Linked DNA regions of Mus musculus: region 1 is linked to region 2. A link is a contact called in public promoter capture Hi-C data. All regions are on one chromosome and are shown on one strand. The core of a region is the stretch at or near the end of the contact, and the rest is flanking DNA. Distances in the headings are between cores, read along the strand shown.

Region 1 (5,237 bases), core at 828-3,327, 4.4 Mb after region 2:
AAGTCTCAATAAAAACATTTAAATATAGAAAATCGAATGGCAGTTTACTTCAAGCTATTCATTCTCCTTTTTATTACTAAGGGCTAAAATACAAACTACTTTAAAATTGGCGACATTAGATGACATGGAGATACAATGGTTCCTGATAGTTTCAAAATCTTTTGGAATGTACCAAGCGCTAGGAGTATCTTAGTAATACTAATGAAGTGACTCAAGCTGAGTTTCAAGACAGCTTCCATCAACTAACAGTAGCTTAACTCCTTCTTTCTTCAACTGCCAGTGTCCCCTTTCTCAAAACCCTAAGCTGCAGTCCAGTGGTTTAGAAGGCAGCTGGGCAGTGAGGCAAATCAAAGTCTGGTTTTCTGGTAGTCTAGTCCTATGGAGTCAAGTGCTATAAGCCTAAGTCAAAACCAATCAAGTGAATTCTTCTTTGAGTTGTTCTGACCTCTTTAAACACAACAACAGTCTCCCGAATTTATACCACTTGAAGTTTTCTAACATCTCTATAAATTAAAGCTTTAGAGCCTTTAACTGTTAGAACTATGGCAACATTTGGAGCATTTTACACTTGTTCTTCGACATAAGGCCAAGCAGTGATGTGTTGATCCATATGTTGTCCATTCTCTTAATGCAGAATGTAAACCAGATAGCAAGACACTGATGTAATAACACTTCTGCTTCAAGATCTTCTGGACTACAATCTATATACGTCGTACCATTACTAGTACAAAGATTACCATGTTTTCCTTCAATTTACACAAACATTAAGCCAATATTTCATGTAATTTGGAAAGGCTAACTTTTTTTTTTTCACCCTGAGAAGTCAAGCAAATACGCAGTTTCTTTAAAAATAAAAGCCAAGGCTAATTTTACAGTAATGAAGCTATAATACTTTACAAAGCCAGGATCCCAGGTTCAAATGGATATGCCATACACAAAGGTAATGAAAATATCAACTCCATTAAGGGCGATGCAATGAAAAGTATTGAGGAACTGTGGCAAGATGTCACCATGGTAGGATGCTCTGAGCAAAAATTTTTCCTGTGGAAGCCAAAAGCCTTCCTTGGAACATACTTTTATGAAATGATGAATAAAACCACCTCCGAAGAATGATAAGTATTAATTACAAATAGCTATTTTTTGTTCTATTCATCAAAACCATTTCAAGTGTTTTTAAAATAATGCACTATTAAGGGGGGAGGGGTGGCGGGAGAGGGATGGTGCGCATTTTTCCGTAAGGCACTTCATCCCGATACATGAGTCTCTCATCCCTTGGACGAGAAATCTTTCTCCCTTCCTTGATTATTATTCCTCTAAGATAATTTCCTTTCGGTCTTCCCACAAAGCTCCTTCCCAAACCGGTATCCGAGACAACGCCTCTATGCCAAAGCCGCAGGAAGAGAGAAAAGAGTGAAAAGGGGCCTTGGCACGTTCGCTCGCCAGGAGCTTTGCAAGTGGGAGAGTTGACCTGAGTTCCCCAAGATTCCATCCTCCCGGAGCAACTAGGCCAGGTTCGAAATGTTCAGATGCGAAGTCGGTCCATGCTCTCCTCCGGCGGGTGCCGGAGCACAGAGGCGGCGAAGGCTTTGCCTGGCCTCTGACGCTGGGATGCGGCTGGAAGAGAGTGCGCACCGGCCAGCCCTCAAGTGCCCAGGATCGCTGGGACTGCCCAAAACGCGGTTCCCCGGCCCGCAGCAGGCCTGCAGTGACCCACCTTTACCTGGAAGGTGATGCTCAGGACCCGCGGCGCCTACAGAAAGCCTGCGTCGCACCAGGAATAGGAGGCGGCCCGAAAGGGCGAGGACAGCTCCAGGTTCGGGTCGGAGCGAGCCCCGCCCCGCCCCGTCTCGAGCCCCGCCCCTTCCATCGCCCCGCCCCAGCTCTGGGGTGCCAAGGGTCCCGGATGTGCCTCCCTCCGGCGCTCCGAGGCCCCGCTACTTCTCCGGCCCGGCAGAGGGCGCTACGGATCCTGAGAGGCAGGAGAGGCGTTTCGACGTCTCCCGGGTGGCTAGAGCGTCCTTCTGTGCTCCGGCGCGCGGCAGGTGACGGCGCCCGGAGGCTGTCGGGAAGTAGGCGGGGTGACGTGGGGTTGACGCTCGGCGGCGGGTTTTGCTGAGGTCTGCGGCCGGTGGCAGCTTGTGCTGCGGGGCTCCGGAGAGCGCGAGGTGGAAGCGGGGCGGTGTGTGTGTGGTCGGGGACCATGTCGAGCAATGCCGGGGAGTGGTGTCTCATGGAAAGCGACCCCGGGGTCTTCACCGAGCTCATTAAAGGATTCGGTGAGCACCAGGGGGACCGTCCTGGGCCGGGGGTTCCGGGAGGAGGCCCGCGTTGGGCCAGGCGGTCACCTGCCGCCACCGACGCCCGGCGTCGGAGAAGTGACTTCAGGGACTGGAGTCGGCGTGTGTGGAAAGTAGGGCTTCTGCCGCGTCCTCGGCCCGGGGCGGCCGCGTCTCCGCAGTGATCTTGGGAGCCACACCACGAGGGGAAGGAGTCCCTCTGCCTGTGCACTGCTGTGTTCTCCGGACTTGGGACTCGGACACTTGAATTGCCTCGAGCGTCCTCCTTCCCTGTCTCCCTCCCTCATCATCTCCTCCGCGCTTCTCTTGTCCTTTCCACTGTCCCTTCCCTGCGGAGCCTCCCTGTCTCCAGTGTGGTCAGGTGCATCGCTCAGGCTGTCGGTCCTGCGGAGCAGCCGGTCTAGGGCGTGTGTTTCCCCGGGTGGTGTCTGAGGCTCCAGCCGCCCAGAAACTCGAGATTCTAGTTTCCCAAAAGCAGAACTTTCACCTTTCGTATGTGGGCACCTCTTCCGGACCTCCACAGATAACCGTCTACGCGGGTCTGCACTCTACTTCCCGCAATTCTTTTACTCCCTCCTTTTTTGACTTCCTGTGAAGTTGAGTTTTCTCGAGGTAGTGCTTTTGCTCAGAGGCCACATGCTTAGCTCTGAATTTCTCTCTGACTTTATTTCCTTCCGTACTACTCAACCAATAGGACAGTTTATCCTTCCTCGTGTTCCCAACGTTTTGGGGGAGTTTTTTTTTCCCTCCATTTTCATTTTGATTTTTTCTAAGATATTGTTTTTAACTGTTTTGTTAAAATGTGTACCCAAAATATAGCAAACCTTAATGTAGATTTTGTGTACTGTACATGGCTGAATATTTCGAGCATTGCGTAACATATGTTCAACTGTACTTCGGGCATACAGTTACGGAGTTGGAAATTTTAATGTGAATAATCGGAATGCTGGTCTGAAGAACTGAGAGTCAATCTAGAATAACATGTTGGTTTACGTTTAAGAGTATACAGAAATTGTTTTAACTGTGTAGATCACAGAGGAGCTGGGCAAAAGGAAGCATGATCTAGTGTGGTTACCTAAAGGTAGCTTATGGAGCAGCCAGCAAAGTAACTAAAATATGGTGTAATGAATAGGCAGGCAGTGTAGAGATCTTAGGTAAAAAGGTAAAGCCACGCCAAATCAGATACCATATTGTATAGATTAGATTGCCTGGAAGTCACTGGGGACTTACTCTGAAAAAGATGTGGAGATCAAACATAATTAAAATTAGTTTGTGATTAACATGATTGTGCTTACAGTATTTAGAGTTAAGATAGAATGAATGAGATGACTCTTTTTGAAAATGGTAAGTTTGTGGGTGATTGGCTTGACATTAAGCCCTGGGGTACAGAGAAAGTAGAGTCAGCAGTTAGGTAGTATTTCAATCTCAGGTTGCATGTGGAAATACCTTCTCCTCATTCTATTTGGAGCAGGAATGCATCCAGAACATGCTACACTAAAAGAGGAGTTCTCAGGGCTGCCAACCTTACAGTAGAGGTTGAGTAGTAGTATATTTCTCCTACAGAAAGAGAAAAGAAAATTAGCAGGAGTTGACTGACTGTAGGAAAGAAGAGTCAAACGTGCTTCTGGCTTGGGTGGATAAATAAAGTATCATTTGAAGAATAGACTTGATAGGAAAGAAAATTAGATCAGTTTTGGACATTACAGAATTTGAAATGTTTACAGGTTAAGTGATAATTTTTCCTCTCAAAATCTTTAACTGTCATTTAAAAAGTTGACGTTCAGAGATAGTGGCCCAAGTTTATTTTGAAACTAATGCAGTCTAGGGCTGGTGGTATAGCCAGCCTGGTTACCGAAGCCTGATGACTCCTGGACCATGGAAGAAGGAGCTGACCCCTTCTGAAAGCCACCCACTCGTTTGTGGCACATGTACCTTAGTATTCTCCACTCACATACACAATAAAAGAAAGAAATTAGTGGAGTCCGTAAACTAGCTGCTGTTTTCAGTTTCACATGTACAGAAAACTTGGAATTTGAAAATAATTTAAAGTTAGACATTTTAGTAATATAAGTGCATCTGCACATACTGAGTAAAGCAGTCGTCAGTAACGGATTGTTAGTAATGGATTGTTGGCTCCTAGTGTAGAAGGATTTTGCACATTAAATGAAGGTAATTTATAACATTAGCTGCTTCAAAGGAAAAAATGCTTTATTCTAATTATTTTCATTTTTTCCTTGTCCAGTTCTTATATTTACAATAGGGTTTGGAAGTTTACTTGTCTGAAAGTGAAACATCTGTTTGTATTATGAATACTATTGCAATGTTTTTGAAATGAACTCACTGTCTAACGTAGCCTTCACTGTGTTGACACAGGTGTAGCAAGATACAGATATCTTTGACAGGAGAGAAGTCTGGAGTATTTCTTCATCTGTAATTACTGCCTCATGCTTAAATACGGATGGGAATTAATTGGGTCCTTGAAATTAAGTCACTTATGATCACATCTAAGGTGTATTTTACTTTGTTCTGAGGAAAGAAAGAAGATAAAGCTTGGCTTCACACAAGAAATGTAGTCTTGGGAAGTACATACGTATTGTTTATAATTGTATTCCCCAAAGCAGCACTGATTCATTTAAAGGGTATTAGTCTCTAATTGAGGGCTCTCAGTCAAGTTCAAACTGTGCAGATCCTTTGAGAGGTTAGCTGTTTGCTCACATCACCAGCCACATATCATGTATGTACACCATGATCTTTATACCATGGGATAACTGAGAACAGGGCTGAGGAAAACTTCTGGACTCTTCTTTGTTAGGGACGCAGAAGCTGGAGTCCTCCCTACTGCTTTTGGTAAACTTGGTGATGGAAAACTTGTTGAGATTCCATCTGTTGGAAGATAGAGACTCTAGCCGTCATTTAAAAAAGCACTAGCAATATTTTAGG
Region 2 (5,075 bases), core at 1,347-3,846:
ACAATTTTCCCTCAGCTGCACCTTTCAGTACTATGAGTGTCATCCAGTGAGGAGGGAACTTGCAGCTAAATTCAGTTTTATTTCTTTGTGTCCGACAACCAGAGTATGTAACGCCATCAGTAGCAGAGTCTTACTATCTAGATCTAGCATGCAGCAACAATAGAAGTAGTCTTTATGGTTTTTAGGGCTAACAATTCATATACTGCCTCTTGCACTGGGGTTTTTACTTGACAATGTTATGGTCATTTTTCAAAAGGTCTCTTCCTTTTTCATTGGTGCAAGATGTTTCATACACTTAAGCCTTTTAAGTCGTAATTTAATAATCCACTTTTAAAACTAATCTGATTATAATGGGGTTGTATGGCAGTTGCAAGTACCATTGTACCTGGTTGTTATCAGCCCTGTTCTTCACTTCAGTGGTTGTGAAAAGACTACATCGATTATCTCTTGGTGCAACATAGAATACTGAATTGGGTTAAGGCTATTTATGAGGACTTCAGTCATTGTTTGTGTTGCATGGCATTTCTTCTAAGAGGACTGTGATAGTATCCAAACAGGTGAGGAATAGTTGTGCTCCTCACTGACAGGCATAGGCCTTGTATCATCTATTTGACAGTTCCATATGGGGCAAGTTGATTTATGTAAGTGTGTAATCTACATCTGTTGTCTTCATTGGGATATTGAGTATCACAATGAAGTCTCTGGGTATTTTACTAGTTATTAAAATACAGCAGTGTAAGAGATTAATACAACTTGTCCTATATGATTTTTGTCTGATGAGTGAGATAGACAAGAAACCATATTATATGGTGTATCAGTTTCTTTTCTGGTATTTAGATAGAATGCTTGACAGATGAAACGTAGTAGAGAGGATTTATTATAGTTCCAAAGAGATTGAGTTCATCTTTGTTGGACCAACATGACTGTGGTGTGTTTGGTAGAATCATTATATCTAAGGTAAACATTTGAATGAAAATTGCTGTTTTTTCACTGGACCTAGGGGAAACACCAGAATGAATAGATGGTTTTTAGAAGTACCTTGACCTTGAAGAAATCATTGTAGAAATGGTGATTTTTTTTTCTATAGAGTCTTTTTTTTTTTTTTTTCCTGAAGGAGCTTTCCATCCTTTGCCCGACTTTGGTCACAAGACTGCCCTGGCAGACCTGGAATGTCTTACATTATTGAGTACTACAAACAGTACACAGTGAAGGCTAAAGTTGCAGTGGTGTGGTGTTCTCCTTCATGAAACATCTAGCTTAGACCACAGGCCTTTGTATGAGGGGCTTGCTTTATCCCCCTCCCCAAACAGCATTTGAACAGCTGTCCGAGGTTCAGCTCATTGAGGCCGTTCCTCTTTGCTGCCTGCAATGCCATATTTCGCCCGGAAGTGACCCCATTTCTTTGATTGTCCCATGTAACTTAGAACACTGACACATGACAACAGCTGGAAAGACTTGGTGGTAGGAGCCAGACGATGGATGATAACACTGCACCCCCCCCCACACACACACAAAATTAATATCTATGGGCTTGTCTTTTCAAACATTTTCTACTTTATAATCTATAGCTCTGAGTATTTTATCATTTTCATTAGCTTTCCTTATACTATTCTGGGTGTACATTCTTCTTCTTTTTTAATTAGGTATTTATTTCATTTACATTTCCAATGCCATCCCAAAAGTCCCCCACACGCTCCCTCAACTTCTCCTCCTCCTGGGTATGCACTTGCTCGTATTTGCTAATGAGAGGGTAACCTTTTCAGATTCAGAGTTATGAAGAGAGTGGAGTTACAGGTAAAAGGGAAGGTGTGTGTATTGATTTCTTTTTGGTCACGGCCTTTGTATCAGTTTTTTTCCTTAGGTTTGTACAAACAAACTCTAGAACCTTCATCGCCAGACGGGCAATATCGGGCCACTGGGCATTCTGTCGGAGATGCAACACGTTAGGCAGGGGCTCTGAGGCTCTAAGTCCCGTAGAGGTTTGGTTGTCCTTTTCTCAGCTTCACATCTTACATGCACATCTTCTGTTCATAGCAAGGTAATAAAAACAAACCCCACAATTTTAGGTGTGCTTACATTTTACGCACATGTAAGTCGGAAAGCCATACAACTACTTCCAGCCAGCACTTTGGGTGTTTGCCACTGTGGACTGGAAACTGGCAGGTTTCCGGAGGAGGTCGCTGTTTGGTGACACACTGGAAACACACCAGTTGTCGTGGCGCCAATTCCCCCTAACCCCTCATCACAGCTATCTTCCCCTCCCGCAGCCAAGTTTTTCTGGTTCAGTTAACGAGGGCCCTTAAGTGGCCACGAAAAGCGGGTATAACGGACCTGGGACCTCGGTAGGGCACCCAGGGCAGGAAAGAAAGCTCACGGAGCATGCGCAGGGCTGGAGGCGCGCGCATGCGCTCGGGCGGATGCCGGGGCTCCCCGGCTTCTCGCGGCGGCTGGGCGGCTGCGCGGGCCTGACGTGCCTGCCTGGCGAGCGGCGGCGGCGGCGGGACTCCGCGAGGGGAAGGAGCGCCGCCGAGGTGGCTGAGGTGGGGGGCCGGACCCGGAAGTGGGTGGGCGCGGGCGCGAGCGCGCGGGGATCGGAGCTGGGCGGCCCCGAGCCGGCGCGGGAGCCCGGGCTTCCCGGTAATGGGCCTGTGGGACGCTTGCCCCGGGCAGCCTGGGAGGGAAGGGTCACGGGCGAGCGCGGGTCCCCGCCAACCCCGGCCTGGGAAGACTCGGCTTCCTGCAGTCGTCGCCCGTGCTGACCCCACTCTGCTCCCCTCCTGGGGCCGCCGTGCCTAGTGGATTTCGGAAGGTCTGTCGCTCAGGAGCCATGCCGCGCTCGCCCGGGGAAAGCATGCTAATGGAGACTTGCGTTTCGTGGCCGCGCTGGCCTTATTGTCAAGGTCCCAGCACCCAAATCGGGACTGCGGTCCCGGCCGGCCAGTCTGCCTTGTTTGCGGTCTCGGCGGGATGGTGCTCTCTGGGTTGTGTTCTCTCCACCTTATTCGTGAATCAGGCCTGGAAGGTGTGCTGTGCCTTCACTTCACACTATTCTTTTGTTGGATTGTCTTTCCCAGCCCAGCTCTCCTGGTTCCCTGCCCTAAAAAAAAAGAAAATCTTAGCTGGGAGTGAATGCACTGTCGACTTTGTAATCTAGTTACAATGTAGGAAAGACTAGTTGACAACACCTTTGGGTTATTTAAGATGGCTATGCGGTGGAGCTCTTACCTGATTCTCACTCTTTTTGCAGACCATGAAACGGTGGGGCACGCCCCTTCAGAAGCTGTTGTTCAAGACAATCTAGTTTTGTTTCATCAATCGCCTAAGTCACGTATGAAGTTTCTTGTTCAAAAATTGCCGCATTGCAATGAAGAAAAGGAGAAAGGTTACTTCAAATCTTGACGAGAAGATCCATCTAGGCTATCATAAAGACTCTTCGGAAGAAAATGCTGCTGTGGAGTGTGGCCAAGTGACCTATACTCAGGCTCCAGAAAGACCAACCCCCGAAGCTGCCCAGCGTTGCCAAGAACTGCCTCCCTCTCCAGATCAGAGAAAGCTTTTGAGTTCTTTGCAGTATAATAAGAATTTGCTGAAGTATTTGAACGATGATAGGCAGAAGCAACCGTCTTTCTGCGATTTACTTATCATAGTGGAAGGGAAAGAGTTTAGTGCGCATAAAGTGGTCGTTGCTGTCGGCAGTAGTTATTTTCATGCGTGTCTGAGCAAAAATCCAAGCACTGATGTTGTCACCCTGGATCACGTAACGCATTCGGTTTTTCAGCATTTGCTTGAGTTCCTCTACACATCGGAGTTTTTTGTGTACAAATACGAAATACCTCTTGTGTTAGAGGCTGCAAAATTTTTGGACATCATCGATGCGGTAAAGCTGCTGAATAATGAGAATGTTGCTGCCTTTCAGGCCGAACTGACTGAAAAGTCGTCACCAGAAGAAACACTAAATGAGCTAACTGGAAGACTGTCGAGTAGTCATCAGTGCAAATTTTGTAGTAGGCATTTCTGCTATAAAAAGTCCTTAGAGAATCATTTAGCCAAAACTCACAGGTCTCTGCTCCTTGGGAAAAAACATGGGTTAAAAATGCTGGAGAGAAGTTTTTCTACCCGGAGGTCAAAGAGGAATCGGAAGTGCCCTGTCAAGTTTGAGGATACCAGCGACGATGAACAGGAGAGTGGGGATGGGTCAGACAATTTGCATCAAGAAAGTTCTGAGAAGGAGAGGTCAGATAGAAATGATTCTGAGGACCCTGGCAGTGAATATAATGCCGAAGACGAAGAGCTGGAGGAGGAAGTGTCCGATGAAGACTCTGACACGGAGCAGAGTGACAAAGATAATGATGCAGAAGAGGAACCTGAGGCTGGCGACTCTGCCGGGAGCATCCATGAAGGGTTAGCTCCCGTCATCATTCAGAACAGCAATAAGAAAATCCTGCAGTGTCCCAAATGTGATAAGACATTTGACCGGATAGGTAAGGCTAACCCCTTTCCTAGCCCTAGTCACTTACCCCTTGTGCCTCTCCTACAACAGTGGTAATCACTACAAACTAAACTTTGGAAGGAATGTTTAAGAAGAGTTCTGAAGGGAACATGCTCTGATTTTCGGCACATAGTTTACCTTGTTATTTTAAATTTGTTGTGAATCAGAAATAATTTGGTATTTACCCTTTTGTGTTTTCTTCATTTTCTCTTAACAGGGTACAGGTTCTGTGTTTGGGAGAAAGACTCCAGACTGTCAGCAGTTATTCTATATAGCTTTGACTTAATATACCTGTTTAATCTTAGCAGTGCTAGTAGTTTTGAGTTACATGTACATTGATTATGATACTGCTAAGTACATTCTGCACATAAAATGATTAAAACAACTTTACATAATCTGACTTTGTAAAAGAAATCATGCAGTTTGATATATGACTATCTTGTGCTGGGTTATGTATGCTATTTGCATAGGTTAAATTTTGTTTTATAAGATTTGTAATCATTTCCTATCAAAGTAGGTATAGACTGGCTGTACAGTGAACATTTTTTTTTGCTTTTATGATACCTTTTGGATGTATTTCTAAGGA

What was found. Promoter capture Hi-C pulls out the DNA fragments that hold promoters and counts their contacts.
Region 1: a promoter capture Hi-C map of cranial neural crest shows a contact between it and region 2. The contact joins the promoter of Uchl5 here to the promoter of Zbtb41 in region 2. A contact is called at or near these places in 2 of 39 promoter capture datasets (cranial neural crest and pre-B cells).

What each region holds. Positions count from the first base shown.
Region 1 is chr1:143,775,201-143,780,437 of GRCm38.p6, forward strand. It overlaps Uchl5 (ubiquitin carboxyl-terminal esterase L5), which reads left to right and starts at 2,078. Exons shown (of 11, transcript NM_019562.2): 1 at 2,078-2,276. The coding sequence starts at 2,201. It overlaps Ro60 (Ro60, Y RNA binding protein), which reads right to left and starts at 1,851. Exons shown (of 9, transcript NM_013835.2): 1 at 1,721-1,851. LOC115487685 (a small nucleolar RNA gene) reads left to right here and starts at 3,728; the gene lies at 3,728-3,862.
Region 2 is chr1:139,419,787-139,424,861 of GRCm38.p6, forward strand. It overlaps Zbtb41 (zinc finger and BTB domain containing 41), which reads left to right and starts at 2,597. Exons shown (of 11, transcript NM_172643.5): 1 at 2,597-2,637; 2 at 3,248-4,481. The coding sequence starts at 3,365.